Linked DNA regions of Mus musculus: regions 1, 2, 3 and 5 are each linked to region 4. The links are chromatin contacts, called in public promoter capture Hi-C maps. All regions are on one chromosome and are shown on one strand. Each heading gives the region's core, a stretch centred on a gene start, on an enhancer-like site or on the middle of the called end of the contact. The rest is flanking DNA. Distances are from core to core; before and after follow the strand shown. Region 1 holds the start of 9530051G07Rik (RIKEN cDNA 9530051G07 gene). Region 2 overlaps Sms (spermine synthase). Region 3 holds the start of Sms (spermine synthase). Region 4 holds the start of Prdx4 (peroxiredoxin 4). Region 5 holds the start of Mbtps2 (membrane-bound transcription factor peptidase, site 2).

The links. Promoter capture Hi-C pulls out the DNA fragments that hold promoters and counts their contacts.
Region 1: a promoter capture Hi-C map of pre-B cells shows a contact between it and region 4. The contact joins the promoter of 9530051G07Rik here to the promoter of Prdx4 in region 4. A contact is called at or near these places in 2 of 39 promoter capture datasets (cranial neural crest and pre-B cells).
Region 2: a promoter capture Hi-C map of pre-B cells shows a contact between it and region 4, with 9 times the contacts expected there. The contact joins the enhancer-like site here to the promoter of Prdx4 in region 4. A contact is called at or near these places in 12 of 39 promoter capture datasets (the 3T3-L1 cell line, 3T3-L1-derived adipocytes, the C10 cell line and 8 more) and 4 of 115 datasets of contacts at active chromatin or transcription factors (astrocytes, embryonic forebrain, embryonic stem cells and 1 more).
Region 3: a contact with region 4 is called in a promoter capture Hi-C map of pre-B cells. The contact joins the promoter of Sms here to the promoter of Prdx4 in region 4. A contact is called at or near these places in 10 of 39 promoter capture datasets (the C10 cell line, the HPC-7 cell line, cranial neural crest and 6 more), 4 of 115 datasets of contacts at active chromatin or transcription factors (the 230-238 cell line, astrocytes, cardiomyocytes and 1 more) and 1 of 9 other capture datasets (liver).
Region 5: a promoter capture Hi-C map of the HPC-7 cell line shows a contact between it and region 4. The contact joins the promoter of Mbtps2 here to the promoter of Prdx4 in region 4. A contact is called at or near these places in 13 of 39 promoter capture datasets (the 3T3-L1 cell line, 3T3-L1-derived adipocytes, the C10 cell line and 9 more) and 3 of 115 datasets of contacts at active chromatin or transcription factors (astrocytes, large pre-B cells and stem cell-derived neural progenitor cells).

Annotation. Positions count from the first base shown.
Region 1 is chrX:153,036,327-153,039,026 of GRCm38.p6, forward strand. 9530051G07Rik (RIKEN cDNA 9530051G07 gene) reads left to right here and starts at 1,303. Exons shown (of 4, transcript NR_040272.1): 1 at 1,303-1,368; 2 at 2,113-2,458. Mageh1 (melanoma antigen, family H, 1) reads right to left here and starts at 1,237. Exons shown (of 1, transcript NM_023788.3): 1 at 1-1,237. The coding sequence starts at 1,012. The coding sequence ends at 356.
Region 2 is chrX:157,456,113-157,458,812 of GRCm38.p6, forward strand. The region is part of intron 7 of Sms (spermine synthase); the gene reads right to left. Among named protein-coding and RNA genes, the nearest start is that of Gm24281, 27 kb to the left of the region's middle. Within about 2 kb of position 1,304, at least 5 of the 459 cell types and tissues checked have an H3K27ac peak or open chromatin away from gene starts, as enhancers often do. A contact at or near this core is called in pre-B cells, where this site is marked.
Region 3 is chrX:157,490,956-157,493,655 of GRCm38.p6, forward strand. Sms (spermine synthase) reads right to left here and starts at 1,332. Exons shown (of 11, transcript NM_009214.4): 1 at 950-1,332. The coding sequence starts at 998.
Region 4 is chrX:155,337,179-155,339,878 of GRCm38.p6, forward strand. It overlaps Prdx4 (peroxiredoxin 4), which reads right to left and starts at 1,282. Exons shown (of 7, transcript NM_016764.5): 1 at 935-1,282. The coding sequence starts at 1,184.
Region 5 is chrX:157,597,385-157,600,084 of GRCm38.p6, forward strand. It overlaps Mbtps2 (membrane-bound transcription factor peptidase, site 2), which reads right to left and starts at 1,331. Exons shown (of 11, transcript NM_172307.3): 1 at 1,112-1,331. The coding sequence starts at 1,186.

The DNA.
Region 1 (2,700 bases), core at 53-2,552, 2.3 Mb before region 4:
CAGTGGTACTTTCTATCCATCACACAACATGACACAAAGACTTCATTTAATAAGGTTAGCACAGCTGTTAATATCAAATGCCAACGACAGAAAAAAATAACATAAACTTTTCCTCAAGTATATATTTAAACATATTGTGATTCTTAGTCAACAGTGTTATAAAATGAATACAAGATAACAATATCTATAGCAAACACTACTTTGCAGTTTAACAATTAGCACTGGTCACAAATACCAAATACAGTGCCCTCCCCACCCTCCACAACCTTTTGAATTCAGGACCCTGCCTATCTACTCCATGGAGCAGATACTTTGGATTCTCTTTTCCACTCCTAAGGGTTTGCCTAGGATCTCTCTATGGAGCAGAATAACCCCTAGCACCCGAATTGAGAATAGCCTCAACCTCTGCATCATCATCTGAATCCCAGTCATAGTTACATGGCCAGTCTTTGGAGCATCGGTTCCGAACTCTTGCCACAAAATGCATGACTTTCAGCTTGCTAGATTCCACGTGTGCTCGAGGGCCCCAGAAGAACTCATACTCCACTGGACTGCTGCGGGGCACTGGCTTATAAATCAGATACCCTCTGCGCACAAACTCTTCTGTAACGACCTTCTTCGGATCTCCAAAGATGCTGTGCTGCCTCCCAGGCTGCATCCCTAACTTCCCCAGCACTTTCCACACCAGGGCCTCCTTTGCGCTGTTGCCCATGATGAAGATGAGGGCTAATATGGACATTAGGAGACTTTTCTTGGTGCCCTGAAAATTGCTCCGGGTAACCGGCTTTTGCACTAGGGCAGTGCTCGAAGCTTCTGAAGGGGTACTGGAGGCCTTCTCCAGGGTGCTTGTGTCTTCCTCCGGGCCGCTCAGGTATTCTTCGGGTGTGCTCGGGGCTACAGAAGCCGCCATCGGGGTCTCTGAAGCCTCTGAGGCCTGGCTCTTGCGATTGTTGCGATTCTCTTCAGCTGCCTTTGCGTTCCGGCGGCGCCGACTCTTCCGTCCCCGAGGCATGGCTCCTGCAAAGCGATGAAAGCCTGCAGCACTTGGAGAAGGCTATTGGCAGCGTCGGAGAAAAGTGGCTATCTTACTCAGGGACGGCCGCTGAACCGCAAACGCCAGCGGAGCCTTTGTGGCAAGGAACCAGTCGCTTTCAGCCACAAAGCCCTTTCCCAGGCAAGCTGACTTGCGCAAGGAGTCGCCGCCCGCACTCCCTGTAGCGCCAAGCGCGCAAGAAACCAGAGCAGCATTGGCCCCGCCCCTCCTGCCACGCACACGCCAAACACCCAAGAGGAAGTGGGACTCTCCCGCACAGGAACTTCCGCTAGCCGAAAGGAAAAGGAGCGGGCTGCATTTTGAGTCCCACAATGGTAGTTAAGACAGCTAGGGGGCGGGGGGTTGCAGGGATTTGTCCTGCGCGCAAGAGAATGTCGGTCTTCTTTAGGCAGGTGCACACATTATCCTATTGGTTCATAGCTTTTGGCAAGCAGTGGGCCCTTCCAGTCTCACCAAAGGCGGGCTGAGAGGGGTGGGGTGGGGTGGGGGAGGGGTGCGGCGGGGCACAGGCTTGCAAGAGGTCAGCTGACCCCAGCCCTCCTTGGCTGCCTTGGCTTACACAGCATATTCACTCTCCCGCCTGGGTTTTCAGAAGGCGTTTATGTGTGGCTAATTAATTCGTGGGCCCATCAGGGACCCGAAGAATAGACTTAATGACCAAAGCGGTGGGTGAGGGGAGGCAGCAGTGCGCAGGAGACGCAGAGCCTGTACCCTGCTACGTGTTCGCCTGGTCAATTAAGCGGGGGCAGTGAGAAGATCAGGCTTAGATTTGCGCAGCCTCACGGAGGCCAGAGTACTTCCTGGCAGGCCACAGAGGAAGCAATTAGAATAAGAAGCAGCTGGATGAAAGTGAGCTGTTGCCATGGGGACTGAGAGACAGAAAGGCATTTGAAGGGAGACCACAGGCAGGCTTCAGACAATGGGTGGGAATGGGGAGCAGAGAGATGGTATGGTGCGGTTGGATCCTGGATTTCTAGGCCGGCCAGCCAGCTTACCTGCCTCGACTCGCTCCCCTCGGTGCACACTCTGAACTTTGTCCACTCCTTCTCTCTGCTCAGGTTCCTCTGCCTGAAATGCCTCCCCTCCATCCTCCACTCTCTAAGTACCACCTGCTTCTCCCAGGCAGCTTCCTCGCTCGCTCAAGTTCATTTCGGCCTGCCCCAAAGAGTAATGAGTCAGTTCCTACTCCCCCAAGGGAGGCCCCATAGCCAGGCATGCTGCTTTTCTTGTGTCATTTGAAGCGTGAACTTGCTCAGATCCTTCACCTCTCTGAGCCTGGCTTTCCCCCTTGAAAGTGGATGTAACTCAAGCACTGGCTTCAGAGTTGTGCGAATTCAACGAAAAGCCTTTACTGCCTAGTAAGCACAGATTTGCCTCTAAGTGCGTTGCAAGCAGCAGCAGCAGGTGAGAGTGGCATTTAAGAAATGCGCCTTGAGGGAATATGTGGTGGAAAGATTTTACATGTGTTCCGTTTTTGAAAAAATGGTTTGGTGTGAGTGTGTGTGTGTGTGTGTGTGTGTGTGTGTGTGTGCGCGCGCGCCCCGTGTGCTTGTGCCCTGTGTGCTGTATACACGAGGGGTTAGCAGAGGGCGTGGGACCCCCTGGGACTGAGTTAGAGGTGCTTGAGATCTGCTCGCTATGGGTGC
Region 2 (2,700 bases), core at 54-2,553, 2.1 Mb after region 4:
CAGAGAGAACAAGATCAGACACATGAGTCAACAGAAATGGGTATGTCATTAAGCACTTATAAAGGGAAAATGCAAGCTGGGCTTTAAATCCATAGAACCAGCCCATGAACAGAGATCTTCACCTCTGTTAATACCAAAAACTGTTTCAAAAACAAAAGGTCAGGCCGTGCAGTGATAGTGCATGAGTTTAATCCCAGCACTTGGGAGGCAGAGGCAGGCGGATTTCTGAATTTGAGGCCAGCCTGGTCTACAGAGTAAGTTCCAGGACAGCCAGGGCTATACAGAGAGATTGTGTCTTGAAAAACAAAAACAGGGGGCTGGTGAGATGGCTCAGTGGGTAAGAGCACCCGACTGCTCTTCCGAAGGTCCGAAGTTCAAATCCTAGCAACCACATGGTGGCTCACAACCACCCGTAATGAGATCTGATGCCCTCTTCTGGTTCATCTGAAGACAGCTACAGTGTACTTACATTAAATAAATAAATAAATAAATAAATAAATAAATAAATAAATAAATAAATAGAAAGAAAAACAAAAGAAGGAAAAGAAAAGAAAAGAAAAGAAAAGAAAAGAAAAGAAAAGAAAAGAAAAGAAAACCTAAGGTCAGGACTTGATACCAACACCATAGAAAAGTTCACCTGACACATCTGTTTCCTTTACTAAAATTGAAACCATGTACATCTGATCATGTACAGTAAATTACTCTATGTTCTACTCCTTGACTTTAATATTCCTTTATAAGCATAATCATATTAACTCCCCTCAGTTCCCAATTTAAAAAGGCTGTGTTTTTCTTTTCTATCTTCGTTTTTTGTACCTAGGGCTTGAGTTTACTGAACTTTCCCTTTCGTTGGTTTGTAGGGTTAGTTGACTTCGTTTTCAAGCAAGAGGATGGCCCAGTTAAGCCAGTTTTGCTTACTAGAGCTTTCCCCAAGTGAAATAAAATGCATATTGGATATGTTAAGAGTGTGTTGGAATACATACTATAAATTCAAGCTCCCAAACACAAATCTTATGTGTCTACACTCTGTGTCTGACTTCCTATTTGATTAGAGGGCCTGGAGCAAATTACCAATGAGAAGGAAAAGTCTCTCTCCACAATGACTACTGTGTGAATTTCTCTTGGCTACTTTTACACATTCATTCTAATAAAAGCAACTTTGAAAGCATTCGTTGGTCTCACTCCCTTGGGGTTCTGATGCCATTTAGAAGGAGGATAAATGAGAAGCCCCTGAAACTGTTCTGCTGTCACGCCTCTCCACCGACTAACGACATTTCCTGTCTCAGGAAAATCTTCCCATCGTGCACATCGGCCTCATCATACCTCTTGCTAAGTTTACTTCTAAGTACTTAGCGGACTACTTTGAGTGCGATTTCCTGTCACACGTCTCCCAATTTCCTTTCAAACTGTTCTGCATTTAACAGAGAGAAAAATTAATCTTTCCTAAATCACTCACAACTTTAATCACTGAGCCAATTTCTCAGAAATCACAGAGATCAGCATGGCAAATTTCTTGGACTTTTCTAACCATTTTTATCCCCTATAATTATTTCATTATTTTTATGACTTGCATCTTCCTATCTTACTATATTAGTGACTTCAAAATTAATGATAATCTCAGATACACAACACTCATAATTTGGTTCCTGCTTCCAATGAAAATGACTTTTTTCGACTTACTCCAATTTTTACTTTAGCATTTACTGTTAAAATTAAGTCTCTGATACTTTCTATTGTATTTTGGTAGATTACCTCTATTAGAATGTCTTTTGCTATGGGTACCCAAGTATATATGTGCATGCAGGCGTCAACCAGAGGTCAAACTGAGGTTTTATAGGGTCTCTCAGTAGCCTGAAGCATTCCTATTAAGACTGGATGGAGTAGCCTAGGGAGATTATAATCACATGCCACTATATACTCGCACACCCAGCAGTTTTATGTAAGCGTTGGTATTGAACTCAGGTTTTCATGTTTACACAGCAAGCTGTTACCAACTAAGCTGTCTCCCTAGCTCCTATAGCAATTATTATTCAGAATGAGTGATAAACATTCTGACACTCTGTCTTTTACTATCATTAGTTATGTTTCTCCTTTGCGTTATTTATGAGCCCGGCAGTGGTGGCTCACACCTTTAATCCCAGCACTTGGGAGGCAGAGGCAGGTACATCTCTGAGTTAAAGACCAGCCTGGTCTACAGAGTGACTTCCAGGACAGTCAGGGCTACACAGAGAAACCCTGTCTCGGAAAAAAAAAATTATGAAATATAACTAACTTGTTTTATCATTACTTTATTACAGTGCATGCGTGCGTGTGTGTGTGTGTGTGTGTGCGTGTGTGTGTGTATGTGTTTTACTAATTAAACTGAGGTCATCAGGAGGCTTGGAGGCAACTGCCTTTACCCACTACATCATCTCAATAGTCTAATAACAAATTTCTTAAAATTCCCCCCTTTAATTTTTTTAAGCTAAATTCTATTTGAGTATAATAGATTAAAATAATAAGTTGCTAAGTTTAGCATCTTTTACTTGATAATTTTATATGTGTGTACATAAACCAAATGTGTGCTCAGGTGGATCTGTCTTCTCCCAGACAAGGCTCCCACCATGCCTGAAAGCTTCAGAACCCTCAGTAAAAAAAATAAAATAAAATAAAAATAAAAATAAAAGGGGGGGGGGGGAAGGAAAGGAAAAGAAAGGAAAG
Region 3 (2,700 bases), core at 82-2,581, 2.2 Mb after region 4:
AGAAAAGAAGCCAGCAGTACATCCATCCCTACCCTTCAAAATTCCATCACGCAAAAAAGACTCTCCCAACCATTTCTGCCGAGACCAGGCTCAAATATCTGAGCCTCCAGGATTAGGGGTGATGGTGATGGTGGTGGCTCTAGTTCCCGCGCCCAGATCTCATCCCTCCCCACCCCCAATAATAATAATAATCGTTTCCTTTCTCTGCCCGCCGGGTCCCTTTTCAGAGGATCCTTCATCTCCTTAGATGACTAAAAAAAACCTTGCAAGCGCTGAGTGGCCCTGGTCCTCCTTCAACCCTCGCTGCCCTTAAGGGGAACCCCCCGACACACACACCCAAGAGGGAAATTCAGCAGCCTGCCAGAACAGGAAAAGGTGGCGTGGGCAGCGGTCCCGCGCCGCACACACCCCTCGCTCAGGCCTGCCTCGCCCGCCGTGCCTCGAACGAGCTAAGGCGCTCCGGTACCCGCCTCCCCCGGGGATCCGCCGCGCCCCACGGGCTGAAAGGGATTCCCCCCCAACAACGGGGCGTGGAGGGCGGCGAGCCCGCGTGGACCGACGCTCCAGGCCCGGAAGGGCGGGCGGGCGGTGCGGCTGGCACACACGGACGCGGTTCTCCCAGGCCCCGCAGTGCGCCAGCCTCCAGCTCAGCCGAGGACCAAACGCGGCGGGGGACCGCGGGGGCGCGGCGCGGCCTCCGCCGGTGCACGAGGGCCCGCAGCGTGCTCCGCGCAGCAGCCCGGCAGACGCAGGCGCCGCGCGGCCGTCCGCATTGTTCAGCCTGCCGCGCGCGCCCCGGAGGAGCCTGGTCCTGTGGCCTCGAGCCCCGCAGGCGCGGAGGGAACTGTCGCCCCGCCGCCGCTACCGCTACCGCTGCCGCTGCCGCCGCCGCCGCCGCCGCCGCCGCCGCCGCTGCGGCGCCCGTGCAGGTGGCGAGCGGCGCCCTCACCTTTGGCGCCGAGCTTGAAGTCGAGCGTGCTGTGTCTTGCTGCTGCCATAGTGTGGCGAGGCCCTGTGCCATGCCTGGGGAGGCGACCGCAGGAGACTGAGGGACCGCGCGGCGTGTCAGGCTGCGGGCCGGCGGGGAGTGCGCTGCGCCGGGGGAGGCCAGGAGTTAGGAGGTGGGAGGGGCCGCGGGCAAGCGACCCGGGGCGCGGGGGCGGGGCCGACCCGCCTCTTAGAGGAGGAAGCAGGGACGCCTCCAGCCCCGAACTTGAAGCGCTGGGTGTGAGGCCTCGCTAATGGTGGAATCGCGGGCGCCGGGCTCCCTGGCATGCGTCACCAATGGCCGCGCCCTGCGCTAAAGCTCTGGCCATGCTCTCCCGCCATTCGCCATCCGTTAGGAGGTCACCCAGCTTTAAACGGCTCAGCGCGACTTCCGGGGGGCCTCCCTATACACTTCCCCATATGCCTACCCCTCCTCCCCAAGCAAAAGCCCCAGTTACTTCCTGACCATTTGAAGAAAATAAAATGCTACCACCCCTGTAGTCTTAAAGTACAAGCCTGACTTTTTCTTTAAATGCACGTGAACCCCGCTGGGATTATTAACAATGTTTCTATTGGTAAGGGGTAGTATTTAAGAACAGAATAGAAGGCTCCTGGGCATTCAAGTAGCATACATTTTCATGCAAATTTGGAAAAGAATCAAGGACTAAAGCCTAACTGAGAAGTTGCAGATGTGAGAGCCTCTTCCACAGGACTTCCCCCTCCTCGGTACCTCTATTTTTTGTCAATGGACCTACAGCCTTGGCCTCTTTTTTGACCGTTAGTAGCATTCAACAAGATGGGACAAAAGAGAACTGAAGTGCCTGGGGAATAAAGGGATCCTTTATTGCACGAGCAAAATCCCAGGGCAAATTGACTCCATCATTGTATGGATTGCTGTGCCTCTCCTGATACCAGGAATTTCTGTAATGGTTGTTAAACTTCAGATTAGTGAACTCTGTGCCTCCTCAACAACACAAAAACATTAAGTTTAGCTTTCCCTTAGGCCATTTCGAATGGTCGTTTGGTTTGGTTTGGTTTGTTGGTTGGTTGGTTGGTTGGTTGGTTAGTTTTGCGTAGTCCTTCCCTGTCCTGCAAGAACCTAACACTGACGTCATATTTGTCCTTCAACAACTGCATCTCTTTTCAGTGGGCTCCTACTTTGTTCCTATCCATAGCCATCTGTTTTTATTTCCTTCTCTGGAGACCAGGTCCTCAGTTTTGTAAGCTAATTTGTGTTCCGCTCCATCAGCCCCAATGTATCAGCCCCAAGCTCCTCTTTCTTCCTTTCTTCTGGAGTCAAGTCACTAGAACATAGCTGTCCTCCTGTGTGTTTAAGGGTAGTGAAGCTTCCCGCGTAGGACATGTGCTTCATGCCCTGCCAGCATTGGGGTAAGCCACCTGCCTTCCCTTAGCTTCACTATCTGCTGTCAACCTCTTGAATTTCTTGAAAATTTCAGAGCAGAAGGCATCTGAGGTTTTGCTGATAAGTATGTAGCTGGTCTTGCTCAGTAGATTGTGGAGAACATTGCAGACCACCATGGGCTCCCAGCTGAAGCATATCCGCCCTAGAATTTGTACTTCACCTTGCAAAGGGCAAAATGAAGAACCTTGAGATACTTTAATGAAGTGATGTCAAAAGAGAGCCCTGAAGAGAAGAGGATGCTCGATATAGGATCAGTATTGTCAGGATGATGTTAGCAGTTTACTGCAAGG
Region 4 (2,700 bases), core at 32-2,531:
AAAAATTGACCCCAAAATGTTAAGTATAACTATTGTTTCACTGAATACTAGCACAGAATGTGCCACAACCACCAAAACTCAAACACACACTCACAGAATGCCAAATAATCCCTAGGAAAAGTGGGTTAGGGAAAAGCAAATAATATATGGTCTGTGTCTGTGTCCCCTGATCACTTTTTTGGCAATCTTAATATCCAGATGCAGCAGGCCTCAATTTTCTCACTATCTTCTTAGTCTGACGTGTCTTTTTCTGAGAGTGGCCACTAGCTTCAAACACTAGACAGAAAGACAAATAATGAAAAGCCCAATTGGCAGTACACAAGATTTACCACCAACCCAACTGTGCCTCTTCCGCCTCTTCCCCAGTTTCCCTCCAAAATACTCCATAAGACTTGTTTTTTTTTTTTTAAATAAACATCTATTAACTCTACAAAGTTTGGGGAGATGACTCTCAATAACAATCTTTATAAGCTAAGAGAAAAAAAGTTTGACCTCCTGACCATTTTGTTTAACCACTTTTCTGTTTAACCAAACTTTCTGTGAATCATTATTCAACTTATCAATGTACTTTCTTCCCTGGAAAAAAGAGATAGGACGGCTGCAGGCACTTTCGAATATGTAAGGAAGTATTTTAGTTTGCACAACATCCTCCACGACTGTAAGCCCGGGTCTAGAAACACCCCCATCTGCGGCTTTGGGGGTAACCGCTACCTCTCCCGAAATCTGTTCAGAGAAACCCATTTCTTTCTTCACACCAGGAACCCACCTCCAACCTCACACCCACAAAGGCATGGGGTGGACCGAGAACTCCCAGGCAGCCTTGGGGGGGGGGTGCGGCCCAACTCCAGCCCCACCCTTTTGTAGCATCCACAATTAGGGTCTAAGATTCCTCGAGTTCTACCTCCTCCACCCAAACTCGCAAGGCACCACCTACTCTTGGCTTTGCTTAGATGCAGGGAGTGATCCGCGACTGAAACCCGGGACGCCTCCCCGGGGTACACTTGTCCACCAGCGTAGAAGTGGCACTCATTTTCGCGGGTCCGGAACCGTTCATCACTCTCCAAGCCTTGCAGAGATTCGGTCCGCAACAGGAACAGCAGCAGCGGCGGCAGGAGCAACACCAGCTTTCGGGTCCAGCGACGGGACGCCGTGGTCCCGTCCAGCAGCTTGGACCGCGCCTCCATGACCAAGCAAGCGCGAAAACACGTCCCTCTGCTAAAGCACAGAGTCCCCTGCCGCCAGGCAGCCAGCTAAAACGGCGCGCTGGAGACCGCGCGACCAAGGGCGCGGCCTCGCGAGACTTGCTCCGCCCCACTCCGCCCCTCCGCCACGTGGGCGCAAGCTCCGCCCCCCCCAGTGGGCTTCTGCGCCTGCGTCAAAAGGAGAGCCAAGCTGAAGTGTTTTCCCAATTTAACAAAAGAAGTTTGCACGGGTGCCTAGTGACTGATCTCCAGAGCACTGACTGTCCCTGTCCTTGAAGGTGTACTTCCAAGTCCATCTCTGTAACAGAGCTTCCCTACCCCTCACATCATCCCCTCACAAGTTCACACTAACCTATGTGCCTGTGAAGGACTTAAAATGTAGACTTTTCGTGGTTATTTTGAGACAGGGTTTCTCTGTGTAGCCCTGGCTGCCCTGGAACTTGCTCTGTAGACCAAGCAGAGATCTACTTATCCCTGCCTCCCTGAGTGCTGGGGATTAAAGGCGTGTGCCACCACAATTTATACTTCTAATTAAGGTCACTTTCATGCATCTCATTTTGTTTTTGTTTTTGACAGATCATACTTGTATGCACTTACAGGGCACCATCTGAATGAATATAACATGGAATGTAGTCACCAACTCATTTACCTTTTTATGGGGAAACACCCAAAACAGTTATTTTGAAATATACTGGTTGACTATATTTGGCCTGTTGATTACTCTAGGTTTAGGAGGCTGGGGGCAGGGGGTGGGTGGGTTAGGCCATGGACACTACAAAATTGCTGAACTTAACAGACATGTATGTGTCCCCTGAACCTCCGGAGTGATTTGCCTGTACAGTGCCAGGACTCATCTTTTCAGCTCTTTTCAGTCCCAGAAAAACTTGAGAGCAAATAGCTAACCATTTATTTTCCTCCAACAGGCAAAAAGAAGTTTGGGGGAATTAATTTTGCTTCAAAGATTTGCTTTTCCAGTCAAGAGCTGTAAAGTTCGTAGTCACCCCTCATAGCACAGCATAACTACCCATTACCCATCGAGCCCTCTTCCTCTGCTGCCTTGCCTCTCCTACCTATGATACACTAGGGCATGCCCAGCCGCCCTTGAGTTATTGCCCCAGCGCCTAGGGGCTCAGTCCCACTTTAGCTTGTCAGACTGAATTGTGACGTCACCTGTCTGCTCCCTCAGCCCTAGTGCTGCCTTCATGAACTCCAAACCATAACTGATTTACACCCTGTTCATCCTGTTTTGAAAAATTACTATTTAAATTTTTTTTGTCTATATGTCTGTTCACTGCTTGTGTGCCTGCTATTCATAAAAGCCAGGGGAGGACATTGAAAGATCCCCTGGAACAGAAGTTACAGACAATTGAGAGCTGCCACGAGGGTGCTGGAAATCAAACCTTTGTCCTCTGGAAGAGCGTCCAGTGCTCTTAACTTCTGAGTCATCTTTCGAGCTCCCTAATCCCATCTTGAATATAAAACCTCTGACTATGGACCG
Region 5 (2,700 bases), core at 81-2,580, 2.3 Mb after region 4:
TCTCCATAAGTTCAGGTGATCCTTTCAGTTGCTTTCCCAATTTAAAGACAAGAAATGGAGGCACAAGTAACGATCTGCCTAAGGTCACAGAGGTTAGAAAGTGGCAGAGCCTAGCTCTCTTAAGCTCGCTCTTCATAGCCTGGCATACCAACGTTTAAATATGACAAAGAAGCACAGGTGCCATTTGATTTTATTGTTTCCTAAGACGAAGTGTCACGAGGTTATTTTGTTTAAAAGAACACAAACATGAAGGTTTTACTATTTATGATTGTGATTTCCAAACCCTTGGGAATTTCTAAGCTCGTATTCCCCACCCCCACTCCATTCCAAGGATGTCTGAAACACGTGCTCAGACAAACTCTTGAAATTTCTTCTTACGATTCCAGCACCCACAACACTCAAAAAAAAAAAAAGCACTGTGTGCTCAGAGTGTGTGTGGTCACTGTGAAAAAGGGAGTGTAGGGTGTAAATAGAATTTGAATAACAGAAAATGTGGCTATGTAAATTCTTGCTACTTTAAAGCACCGCCTGTGGGTCAGCACTGTCCGTCCGTGGGCCAGAGAAACTGGCTGGAAATACACAATCTTAGCTTTCCTCCCAGATCTGACGAAATCAGAATCTAAATTTAAACTAGAACCACCGATGCTCCTGTGTACTTTCGAGTTTGACGCCAGTGATTTAAGTCACAATCTGATTTCGGTTTATCACAACACTAGCAGCGTCTCACGGGTCCTAACCTTAGCACAAAGAAGAACCACAAAGCATTTTCTTAAGCGGAAGTTTTCGTTTCTTTTCCTCCTTCGAGCCGTGCCTCCCAAGCCCGCCAGACTCCTCCCGGGAAGGAGCCCAAAAGCCGCAGGGACCCGGCGGCGCCCGCAATGCGGTGGCCGCCACACCCCTCCCCTCCCGCAGCCTGCCTGCCCTACTTTCTTTACTCGGTCGGACGGATGCGCCACGCGGGAGAGCGCACGCAGACGCGGCGGGCGCTCGGAGCGGCTCCCGGCCCGGCGCGGAGACTCCGAAGGGGAAGAGAAAAGGCCTTGGGCGACACAGGACCATGCGCACCAGCCCTGGACTCCGCCGGCTGGGGCCTGAGGCCTGAGGCCCTCACCTTCAACACCAAGTCGGCCAGGTAGACGGCAGTCCAACCACCCACCACCACCACCAGCAGCGACACCGGAATCATCGTAGCGACGGATGGACGGCGGGCCCCGGCGGCCTGCTTCTGCGAGCCCCAGTCAGCCGTGCGCCCGCCCGGAGCCTTCCAGCTCCAGCATCCGCGCAGGAACTAAAGTGCTACCGGGTTCTTTGCTCCGGTGGCAACATTTCCCTCCGGACCCTTCCGGTGAGGACACTCAGCCGTTTTTTTTTTTTTTTTTTTTTTTTTGTTTTGTTTTGTTTTTTTTTTTTTTTTGGTGCATATGCCGGAAAAAGCGCGCGGGCTTCTTTTCCTGGGACGCTCGGGCTCCGGAATGCTCGAAGCTCGGGTCGTCCGTCCGGCAGCGTGCTTGTGACTCATGAGGCTTGACCCTCTCTGCGCTCTGCCCTTCCTTCTCACTGATTTCCATCTCCGGTTTGTTGTGCTTTTCATATAGCCGGAGTTTGGGATTGTCAGAAGTACATACCCACATTTAAATTAATCACGTCTCGTTCTAACGTCTTTATGCACGGCAATATCGTAATGGAGGCCTCATTTGTTCATTTCGGTGTTTTGAAAACTAAATATCTGTCTATATCTTAATCGAAATACGTAGCATTTCTTTTCTTTCTATTTTTTTTAAAGATTTATTTATTTATTATATGTGAGAACACTACAGCTGTCTTCAGACACTCTGGAGGAGGGAGTCAGATCTCATTACAGATGGTTGTGAGCCACCATGCAGTTGCTGGGATTTGAACTCAGGACCTTCAGAAGAGTAATTGGTGCTCTTAATCGCTGAGCCATCTCACCAGCCCCATACGTAGCATTTCTATCCAGAGAATTTCTTTCTAGTTTCCCTTCCTACGTATTTCTGTCCCCTGCCCCGTTCTGATTTATTAATTAATTTATTTATTTTTAATGTTGAATTCTGCGTAAATAGAACCACACTGTTAAAATCTGGATTATTTCGCGCGACATTTTGTTTTGTAAGATTTGTCTATATAACTGGTCTTTATTTTAAGACAGGGTCTCACTATGCAATCCAAGCCTGGCATTCACTATACAGAGTAGGCTGGCCTTGAACTCTCAGAGTTAACCTGCACTTAAGAGTTGTGCATCAAAAATACCTGGCTGTTGATTAAAAAAAAAAAACAAAAACTTTCATCTAAGACTTGAGGAGCCGGGCGTAGTGGCGCACGCCTTTAATTCCAGCACTCGGGAGGCAGTGGCAGGCAGATTTCTGAGTTCGAGGCCAGCCTGGTCTACAAAGTGAGTTCCAGGACAGCCAGATCTATACCGAGAAACCCTGTCTCGGAAAAAAAAAAAAAAAAAAAAAAAAAAGACTTGAGGTTTGGGCTATTGCTACATATTGGAGTTCTAGACCTGGAAAAATGGCTCAACACGTAAAGGCACTTGCTGCCTAACCTGACTACCTGAGTCAGTCCCAGGGGGACAACATGATGAGAGAAACAGCCCTTGCAGGTTTTCCGTTGATCTACTGGCCTATAAAATAGGTTAGATGAAACTTTTAAAAATTGGAGCACTGACCATCTGTCTAG